Linked DNA regions of Gossypium hirsutum: region 2 is linked to region 1. A link is a contact called in public Hi-C data. All regions are on one chromosome and are shown on one strand. The core of a region is the stretch at or near the end of the contact, and the rest is flanking DNA. Distances in the headings are between cores, read along the strand shown. Region 1 has its middle 13 kb from the start of LOC107922586. Region 2 holds the start of LOC107922034 (coilin).

Region 1 (5,303 bases), core at 464-2,963:
TCTAATACAATAAAATTACGACGATTTTAATGGAATTTGAATTGAGTTGTGTAAATTATTTACTTAAAATTGATTGGTTAAACTATTTTATTTAATAATTAATTTGGAGAAATATTAAATTCTTTAATTAATTAAATATTCAATCTTGGTTTTTCTTATTTATAGAAAAAAGCTTGAAAAGTGGAACGGATTCGACTAGACCAGTGGATCATAGCATGCCACGGTAATGAGAGTAATTTCCCATGTATGTCGCCAACTTTGTACCTCTGTAAAGTCCTACTTGGACTAAAACTTCCCTAAATTAAGTAAGAACTCTGAATGGGAATTGAACTCTTGTGTATATCCCTTTAGAAATACCTAGCCAAAATTCATATGCATCATTTTCTTAGGGAAAACTCTGTAAAAGGTTATTGAAAGTATATTTAAGTAAATTTTTTTATACTCAAATAAATTTTATTTTATTGAGTTTGAATTTTAACTTTGTGAGAATTATAATTGTAATATCTAATGATTGTAATTTGTGTCTAGAAGTTAAAATTTCTATTTCAGGATACATAGAGATTTTGACTTCTCCCTCTTTTGAAGTTTCAAATTTTTTCTTGTGTAAAGCTCCTTGAGTTAGTGTCAACTTCCTAAGCATCTAAGAGTTTGAGAATAATAGAAAAGATTATTCAGTTGAAAACTTGAAAATTTTGAATTTTGTTTGAGTTAATCAAAAAATTTAAACACTTTCCTATAACCTTTCGTAATTTGGATATACATCCTGAGCCGTGAAACACATGTACTAATTTTTATCAAATTTATTACTTTAGATATCGCCATAAAAATCATTTTCAATTTCTTTTAAAAAATTCTGCTACGTCAACTCTTATATGTTTTCTAAACACTTTTCTAACAGATAAAAGACAATACATAACAGGAAATATGTAGAAAGTGACACACATCCATTCATTACATCCCAATACACATGCAAAAATTTGTAATGACACAACTTTCGAAACCCATGAACCGACACCATCGTAAGAAGCATATAAAGCGTGTTATATCATCAAAGAGAAGACTTCAAAAAAAGACCCCTCAATTCTCTAGACATCTTTGTCTTTATCATTAAAACCCCTCTAAAAACTTTCCGCATATCTACTATGCGAACTGCCACAAGCCCTCTCCAATCTTCATCTTAACCTATTTCCATAAATAATGTTAGACATAACCTGTTTTTATAGTATTTGTTTAATTTTGATACATACAAAAAAAATCATTATAAATTTCTATTGAAGTTCTTCCTAATATCGTTATTTAATGACTTTCATGGTTGTCCAAATTAGATTTGAGATTTTATTGTTAAGCTTAGAACTTGAAAGAGAAATTATGAGTTGAAGACTTTTCAAATAGGTAGTGGATGAAGAACCAACTAAGTGTGTCTGTCGTCCAATCCACTTGGGCAACATAATTTTGAGTCATAGATGATTTTACATGTCATGTTATCCAATTAACAAAAAGGTAATGAGATGACTTTCGATGTTGCCCTATGTGTGGATCCTTCTTCAGAGTTTCAGTCCTCAAATTTGGGCAAGGTTCGGTAAAGGCCAGATTTCCCAAAATTCTAAAGTTGCTAAAATTTAAAATTTAAAATTTGTCATCTTGTTTATATGAAACCACCTACAAGGGTTACATGTTGGGCTATTAATCTCGGGAGACAAAACTAGAAACCAGAATATTGGGTATCTAAGCGGTAGACCAAGTCAAAAGGTTCATTTGAATAGCCCAAGTCAAAATTAGAATCAATGATTTAATATGTATTTTGATCTAATTGAAAATAATAATAAAAACCATAAAAGATGTATAATAAAAAATTAATTTGATGTCCTTTCATATTTAAAATAAGTTATCTTACTCGATGATACTTATCTTTTTATTTTACAAGCCCAATAAAAATATACATATGATACAATTTGAACCTAAGTTAATTGTATTAGTAAAAACTTAAATTCACCACTTGACCAAAGTTTTATTTTGATTGCTTTTATGCACATTTTATTATGTCCATCAATTGTGTTTTAAATGTGTAATTTTTACACATTCTTATGTGTAAAATTTTCTAATTTGAAATAGAATAAATATAATTATTTTAATAAAAATAAATAAAGAGTCTACTCCCCTAGCACGTTTAGGTCTGCCGCCGCTGGCACGTTTTTGTTTTTCTTTAATCGTTTGTGTTATGTTTTACCAATTGCCTTCTTTGCTTCTGATCTTTTTTCCTGAAATCTGAAAAAGGGGTGTTTGTGTTATTATGTTTATCAACCTGTAGCCATGGAGAATGAATTAGCACAATTATCGATTAATGAGGAAGAAGAAGAAATATTGCAGATTCAGGCAGATCCGGGTAATCAAAGTGGAGTGGGGGAGTTCCAGCTTGTGGGATGTTTCTTAACAGCAAGTGTTATTCATTTTCCACCATGAAAAGCACTATGGCAAATCTGTGGCACCCTGTTTATGGGGTCCAAATTAGAGATCTGGTGAAAAAAGGTATTTGTTCCAATTATGATCATAATATGGATATGGAAAGGGTTCTAAAAGGTCTACCATGGACTTTTAATAACCACTTGCCATCATTGAATAAGTTGGGGAGAGGCGAAGATCCATTAAAAGTGCCGCTAATATTTACTCCTTTCTGGGTTCTAATCCATGATGTCCCAATTGGATTATTCTCTAAAAAGCTAGCAATCCAACTGGGTAATTTTTTAGGTGTTTTCCTAGAATATGATACTTCAAATCTAGGAAAGGAAAATCGTAATTATATGAGGGTAAGAGTACAGATTGATGTTAGGAAGCCTCTGAAAAGGAAGAAGCAAGATTTGTGCAATGTGGTTAGGTCATATGTCAAGTTTAAGTATGAACGGTTATCGCTTTTTTGTTTCTACTGCGGAAGATTGGGGCATAATGATTCATTCTATGAGATAAAAATGATGACAAGGGCAGATACAGAAGAATTGGGCTGGGATTTATCATTGTGAGTGCAATCTCGAAGAGCCCTTTCAATGAATAGTATATGGCTACGAGAAGAGGAAGAAGGAAAAGGGAAGGGAAGATGGGGGGAGAATCGATCTGGAGAATCAAGACATAGGGATGAAAGTTCAAATGAATGAGGGGGAAAGATTATTGACCCAATTCTGGGGTTTAGTATTGAAGGAGGGGTGCCGTCTATAGAATGGCGAGAAAGCAAATTTGGTTTGAGTCAGATAAATATGGCAATGGAACATGATTTAGAAAATGAGACCTTAGAAGGGGAGGAAGGAAAAACAAAACAGGGGGAGATGGAAGATCTTTTCAGCAATGCAGAAAGGGATAATACAAGTACAACAAATAGGAAAAAGGTGGAATTCAACCTTTTATCATCGGCGGCTGCCAAGAGGCAAGCCGACCGGACACAATGAAAATAATAAGCTGGAACGTCCGTGGTTCAGGGAGACTACAGACGGTTAAAAGACTTCGGCAGATGCTGAAGTTACATAATCCCCAAATGGTCTTCTTTATGGAGACAAAACTAGGAAGACAGCAGATGGAACGAGTTCGTAGAAGATGCGGTTATACGAACGGTATTGAAGTTGATCCAGAAGGTACGAGAGGAGGATTGTGTTTAACATGGAGGAATGAGGTTGATATAACGCTGAGCAGTTTCTCTAAAAGACACATTGATGTATTCGTTGACGATAATGAAAAAGGATGCAAGTGGAGATTTACAGGTTTCTATGGATCCCCTTATATACAGGATCGGAATGAATCATGGGCTGTTCTGAAAAGCCTGGCTACTAATAAGGATTTCCCATGGTTTGTTGTTGGTGATTTCAATGAAATTATGTATGGATCCGAAAAGAAAGGAGGACTGCCTAGAGATAAGAGGAGAATGGAATTGTTTCGAAGAATACTCAAGGAATGTCAATTGTACGATGTGGGCTATGAAGGCAGCTGGTTTACTTGGGAAAGAGGAAACTTACCGGAGACCAACATACAAGAAAGATTAGATAGAGGAGTTGCGAACATGGAATGGATTAATATGTTTCAAGAGGTAAGAGTTCAGCATTTAGCGCACTCGTTTTAAGATCATTGTCCACTTCTTATTAACATAAGGAGGCATGAAGAAAGAAGAAGGAGCTACAATTTTAAATTTGAAGCTTGGTGGTCCTTGGAAGAGTCTTTTGATAATGAAGTTAAGAGTTTGTGGGAGAACGCATCAGGAGAGCTGGTATAGAAATTGAATTTTTTGAAAAAAGGATTACAAAGGTGGGCTGAGCAAATCCAAAATGAAAGAAAGAAGAAAAAAACAGGTTCTCATAAGGAAACTAACGGAGTTGGCTAAGAAAGAAAGAGATTATGAGACTTTGGAGGAACTGATTGATACGAAAATCAATTTAAATTTCGAGCTTGAAAAAGAAGAATGCTACTGGGAACAAAGGGCCCAAATCGATTGGATAAGATATGGGGATAGGAACACATCTTTTTTTCATGGCAGAGCGTTACAGAGAAGGAGCAAGAACCTCATTCGGAAGCTAAAAAATAAAGATGGAAGAGAGATGGGGGACTTGCAAGACATGGAAGGTATAGCACGGTGTTACTTCAAGAAGTTGTTTTCAACAGAATGAAGGGGGAGTATGATCGCATATTAGAAGGGATTAAATGGTGTATTCATGAGGAAGACAATCGAAAGTTGACAGCAGTATATACCAAAGAGGAAATTATGGAAGCAGTTTTTTCCATGGGACCAACAAAGGCACCGGGAGAAGATGGTTTCCCAGCCCTCTTTTATCAGAAGTGTTGGCAAATAGTCGGAGATAATGTTACCACTTTTTGCTTACAGATATTAAACGGCAGTAGAGAGGTAAGTTCAATTAATTCTACAAATATAGTACTTATCCCAAAAATTCCTATTCCATCTAATATGTCACAATTCAGGCCAATTAGCCTATGTAATGTTCTCTATAAAATCATTGCAAAAGCTATTGCAAATCGATTGAGTGAAGTTATTGGAAAATGTGTTGATGAGTCGCAAAGTGCCTTTGTGCCAGGTCAGCTGATTTCAGATAATGTGCTATTAGCCTATGAAATATTGCACAAGTTGAAACAGAATAGATTGGGGAAAAAAAGGTACATGGCTGTTGAACTTGATATGAGTAAAGCATATGATAGAGTGGAGTGGGACTTCTTAAATAGGATAATGTTACAGATGGGGTTTGATCAAAGTTGGGTAAATACTATTATACATTGTGTTACTTCGGTTTCTTATTCAGTAAATTATCAATGGACAT
Region 2 (5,488 bases), core at 451-2,950, 260 kb after region 1:
TTTAGAGGAGAGGAGAAAATTTCCCTTCCAGCCCGTCTATGTAATTCGCGTGTTCAAATTAGTCCTTTGGGTTTCATTTATTTGCGGATTTGCCCCAAAATTTTTCAATTACTATTTGATTTAGTTTTTTTATTATTTTCCTAATTAATTTTAATAATGTAATTGTTATTTTTTATTTTTGCAATTATTTTTCAATATATATATTTATTTTTTATGCGCATTTATATTTTTAAACTAATGTTTTTTTCATGTATACATATTTATTTTGAATTTTGATAATGTTGACATTATTAATATATTTTATGTTTTCATAAATACATTATAAATTTTATAAATCAAAGTTTTACATGAAAATTCATTTGTATGCCTCTAATTCTTCATAATTTCATTTATTTTACTTATTTTGCTCATTTATTTGATATTTTACATGTCATTCGTTATTTTTGCTTTTGTCTTAATTTAGTTTGTTTAAACTTCATGTTATTACCTCATTGTTATAATTATTGTTGTATTTGTTATTGTGACATTTATACATGCATTCAACCTAATATCACATCATTTTTTTTACTCGATTTCAAACTTTTTAAAATTGAGCGAATGCTTGTATTTAGGATTTTCAAGGAAATTGAGCCCTAACGTATTGGGTTCCGATTTTCTTCGTTAAATCTAACAATCGAGCATTTCTCTTTAATAAAAAAAAATAAGAAATCATTATTGGGAATTCAACACGTTGTGTCCTAACGCATTGGATGTGACGCATTGATTTCTCGAAATGAAGATTTTTGCTAAAAATTAATAAAGGAAATATTCCAAGTTTGGGACTTTGAAGGAATTGTGCCCTAACGTATTGGGCCGCGATTTCTTAAATCTTGAATAAATGGATATTCTTTTAAATTTTAATTGCACGTATTCTGGCCTAATTTATTTTTGGGGAAATTAGAATGTCGTGCCCTAACGCATTGGGTGTGACATTTTCCTTCTCTGAAATGATAAGGGTCTTAATACGTAACGTTTTTAAGTTTTTTTTTTGCTAAGGATTATATATTTTCAAACTCTCGACTTCAAGACATTAATTAATCAATTTGGTATCAATTTTGGGCGTTACGAGGGTGCTAATCCTTCCTCGTACGTAATTTACTCCCGAACCCATTTTTTAAAACTCGTAGACCAAAGCCATTTTTTTAGGTGATCCAATCACACCTTAATAAAAGATTGGTGGCGACTTCCAATTTTTCATCGAGAACTAATTTTTGTTTTTTCCAAAAATAAAAATGGTTTCGACAGCTATATTATTTTTATAATATATATAGCGTAAACATATAAATAAGTTATGCCAATACTTCTTAGCCATAATTTTTTTAGAAATAAATATTTTATAACACTTTTATAACATGTAAATTGTTTTTATAATAAACTTTTTTATCATAACTTTAAAATTTTTAAAAAAATTATAATGTAAGAAATTATTTTACCATAATCATTCCACTTATACTTATTCATGCTTATAATATAATTTTTATAATTCATATAAAAATAATTTTAAAATTAGATTTAAGTGTAATTATGATTACTCTAATTCTTACTCTCTCTCTTAATAATTAAAAAGTGTAATTAAATATTCTAATTATAAATAGGATTAGTCAATTACAGTGATTATCCAAATATATAATTATAAATCATTACACATAAATTCGATTATTGGGTAACTTTCCAACCTAGAATCAATCAAACCAATTTGTGAAATATCGCACCCGCTGCTTTGTGGCCTGTAGTTCGAATATCGAGTTTTAGCCCAATGAAAAGGAATTAATCCAGGAGCAACCATCCGGCCCAAAGCCTTTTGAGCGGACCCAGACAGCTGGTGAGTCATCATGACTCGACGGTCGACGGTCGCTAACTCACAGTCACAGTAGAGAAACCACGAAACCCCGGCAGAGGGTTTATGAAACGAAACGAAGGCCAAATAGCAAAGGTCACCTTTGGGTTTTCTTCAAATTTCCTCAGACTTCGAAAATGGAGACGGCAAGGCTCCGTTTGGTGTTCGAGGATCCAAACATTCTCAGCAAGTCTCAGAAGAAACAAGGCCTAAAGCGAAGCTGGTTTATCCTTAAACCCCAACATCAAACCATCTTCGATCTTTCCTCCGATCTTCTCCACATTTTCGACCTCCGAAAATCTTGCCCTAATGGCCTCATACTCTCCGTATGTCTCTCTACCTCTCTCTTTCCCTCTCGCACCCGTCATGCCCTAATATATATATTGTTGCCATGTTATGCCATTGATTTTTCATTGCAGATGGATGGCTTTGTTTTGCCTCCTTTCGAGCCAACTTGTATTTTAAAAGATAAAGATATTGTTAGGTTAGTATATGCAAATCGTCTGCTTTTTTCTTTTGTAAAATGTGTGTGCTTTGTTCTGCATTTTTAAATTTTAATTATGAAAACAGTGTGAAGATGAAAGGAGGGAAATCGGCCGAGATTATTAAGGCTGGAAATGGTATGAATTATTTGGAAGAATTGGAAACAATGGAGCGACTGCCCGTTAATACCGGCGTCAAGCATCTAGCCAATGAGGAGTTTGATAAGGAAACCGGGGGATACAAAAGCGAACTGGAAGAAGATGAGCAAGAACTTGCGCCATTGGAGGATCAAGCACAAGTTGAAAGCACACCAATTGAAAACATGGTTTCAAAGAAAAGAAAGGCACGGGATAAACTTCCGAGCTCTAGGTAATTTACTTCATACAATTTTCATTAAACCTTCTTTTTTTACTCGGTTTGTTAAGTACTTGCACTGGTAATTACTTATTATCTTTAATTACATTTACCTTCAGGAAGAAGAAAAGCAAATTGGCTAGTGCTGAAAAATATCCGGTTTCTGGAGATGATGGAATTGATGTTCGTCCAAAGAAAAGCAAAAGCTCTCATAAAAAAAAGGTTTCCACCAATGACAAGGTTGTTGGTAAGGACAAGCCAGCTGACATTCAGGGAGAACCAGAGAATTCAAGCACCCCTGAAATTGATGAAACTGGTGATGACAAAACCAATCTGGGGAGGTAAAATTTATCTTAAATGTAGGTGATTACAACGTATTGTAAGAGAGAAAGTTTGAAAATATTGTTTGGAGTTTTAAATCCCTCTATTTGGTTTTGGTTCACATTTTGTGCAAAATGAACCCTTTTTATTTTCCTTGTCATTGCTTCTCTTATATTTTTCTTCATTTGCTTGCTTCTGTATTATAGGTCCTCCCAGCTTCAAAACACTGGTAAAGGGAGTGCTGATGAACTTATTACAACTACTGAAGTTAAAAAGGTTATTATTGACATTATTGTTTTGAATGGAATGAATCATTAGTTTCTAATAAGATTCATTGATGTCCGAGATGGTATCTTATATCTTGGAAAAATGGTTTATGAAGTTGTGTTGTGTCCATGAAGAGTCAATGTCATTGTTAGTAGGAGCAATAAACCTGAGCCATGCACTAGCTAGCACACATATCCATGTCACTTAACATAGTTTGATGTTGATGGTTAATGTTCTTGGCGTGGAATTTAGAATTTTACTTTCATAAATTTCAGTTTGTCAACCAATCTTAATGGTTTATTGCTTTATCCATATTCAAATTATAGCACAAGCAAACCTTCTATTTAATTTCTTATTGTGCAGCTCCCTAGCAGAAGTGCACGACGTAAAAAGGCTAAAAGGCGATGGTTGAGGGAGCAGGCCAAACTTGTAAAGGAAAAGGTAATTTAGTCTTTAGAAAAACTGTTAAGTTATTTTGGACCTTTTAAGGCCAAGATTCAGATAAGCAGTTCTAGCAATAAAGAAATAATGCTTACACATAAATTATTGAAGTTGACAATTCAGTGTTTCTTTTGTTTACCATAGATGACTGAGTATATACACTTTTTTTTTTTCACTTTTAGATGCTTATAAGCAAATTGTACATGGATGCAATTGAGAGTTAGTGTGATTTCTCCTTGTTTATTATAGTAAGGTGAACATTAAAGGTTGCAGCTTTATGTATTCTAGTATGTGAATGCATGCAGACATGAGTGCAATATTTCTTACACTGTTTGGTAAGCCATAAATTTTGTTAACTAATAAAGCATATGTATGGTTTGTTTGTCCATACCTATTTACCTTTAGAAAAAAGAAACTCGTACATTATTGACTTTGAAGATAATTAAGTTTTATCCGACTTGCAGCCGCAGTCAAAAGAGCTGCTGGGAAAAGATGATCAGCAATCACCTGCAAAAGAAAATCTCAAATTTTCCGAAGAATGTCTACAAGCAATTAGCAATAATGATGTCGAGGATAACGTGGTTCCAATAGTAGTAAGGCCAGGACATATTCGCTTTGAGCCCCTTGAAGAAGGTCTTGGTTCTATCTCTTTCTGGTTCTTGAGGCTTAGCTGGGTGATATTAGTGATTCACAATCTGGAATTGCAACATAAAGCTTGAGAAATGGTTTACAATGTGTCTGACATGTGTTCTTGTTTTCCAGAAGATGCTGAGCAAGCTATCCAACATAGTCAAATTTCAGTGGTATGTTTTATTGATACTTTTATCTAGTTTATAAACTTCACCATGGCTCTTTTTTTTTTCTTTCTTTTATTATCATTTTTTTGGAGAAAGTAGTTTGAGGAGTTGTACTGTCTAGCAGCAATTGGATGCCAGGGTGGGGGTGGGTGGTGATCTTATCTTAAAAGGAAGGGGAAGGAGGGGAGGGAGGGGTTAGTTTGCTGGTGAAGGTGTTATTTTGGTTATGTCATACCTACTTTTCTGCAATTCTTGTTTACATATATCTGCATAACATATTTCCTTTATTTTCAAGTTCACAGTTTACTTGAAAAAGATAATAGAGCTAATTTAGCATACCCTTTGCCCTAAAATTTTATCGTTGTTGTCACGACCATCATTTTTTATATTGCTTAATCCAGGTCGTCAGTTTGTAGATGCATTAACATTTTCCATCATGGTTTCTTATTCAGATGGCTACTATGTTTTCATTGATGTCAAATTTTTGTTGTTTGGTTATGGCCAGAAAACCTTTCAATGGAATGGAATAACCAGCAAGAAGAAGGGTCAAAAATGGGGTATGGAGAAAACTCCTTTTCTGAAAAGGAATGATAACAATTTTAGCCATGTGAGTTCAGAAATGGTGGATGTTAACGATAAGGCCACTGTAACTAATGACATGGACTTTGACAAGCGTATGCCCTATTCTAGCTTGCCTAAGGTATATTGTGTTATTTTGCCATATATTTATTTTGGTTAATATCTTCAGAGATAGAAGCATTTATTCTTTTTCTTTAAACATAATGCAGGAGGGAGATTTAGTTGCATATCGCTTAGTTGAGCTATCTTCAACTTGGACCCCTGAGCTTTGCTCCTTCCGGGTGCTACTCTTAACTAAAATGTTATTGTTTTATAGTTCCTAATCTTATCAACATTGAATTTTGTTTTTGACCTAATTATGCTTATAGGT

The links. Hi-C and Micro-C count contacts between places; a contact is called where the count stands out from the background.
Region 2: a contact with region 1 is called in a Hi-C map of leaf, with 4 times the contacts expected there. The contact joins the promoter of LOC107922034 here to the enhancer-like site in region 1. A contact is called at or near these places in 9 of 34 Hi-C or Micro-C datasets (callus, hypocotyl, leaf and 1 more).

What each region holds. Positions count from the first base shown.
Region 1 is chrD01:52,041,533-52,046,835 of Gossypium_hirsutum_v2.1, forward strand. No RefSeq gene overlaps it. Among protein-coding and RNA genes, the nearest start is that of LOC107922586, 13 kb to the left of the region's middle. Within about 2 kb of position 1,714, at least 9 of the 9 cell types and tissues checked have an H3K27ac peak or open chromatin away from gene starts, as enhancers often do. A contact at or near this core is called in hypocotyl and leaf, where this site is marked.
Region 2 is chrD01:52,297,988-52,303,475 of Gossypium_hirsutum_v2.1, forward strand. LOC107922034 (coilin) reads left to right here and starts at 1,701. Exons shown (of 13, transcript XM_016851858.2): 1 at 1,701-2,202; 2 at 2,296-2,360; 3 at 2,447-2,728; 4 at 2,833-3,054; 5 at 3,241-3,310; 6 at 3,665-3,742; 7 at 4,207-4,375; 8 at 4,505-4,545; 9 at 5,045-5,239; 10 at 5,328-5,399; 11 at 5,487-5,488. The coding sequence starts at 2,014.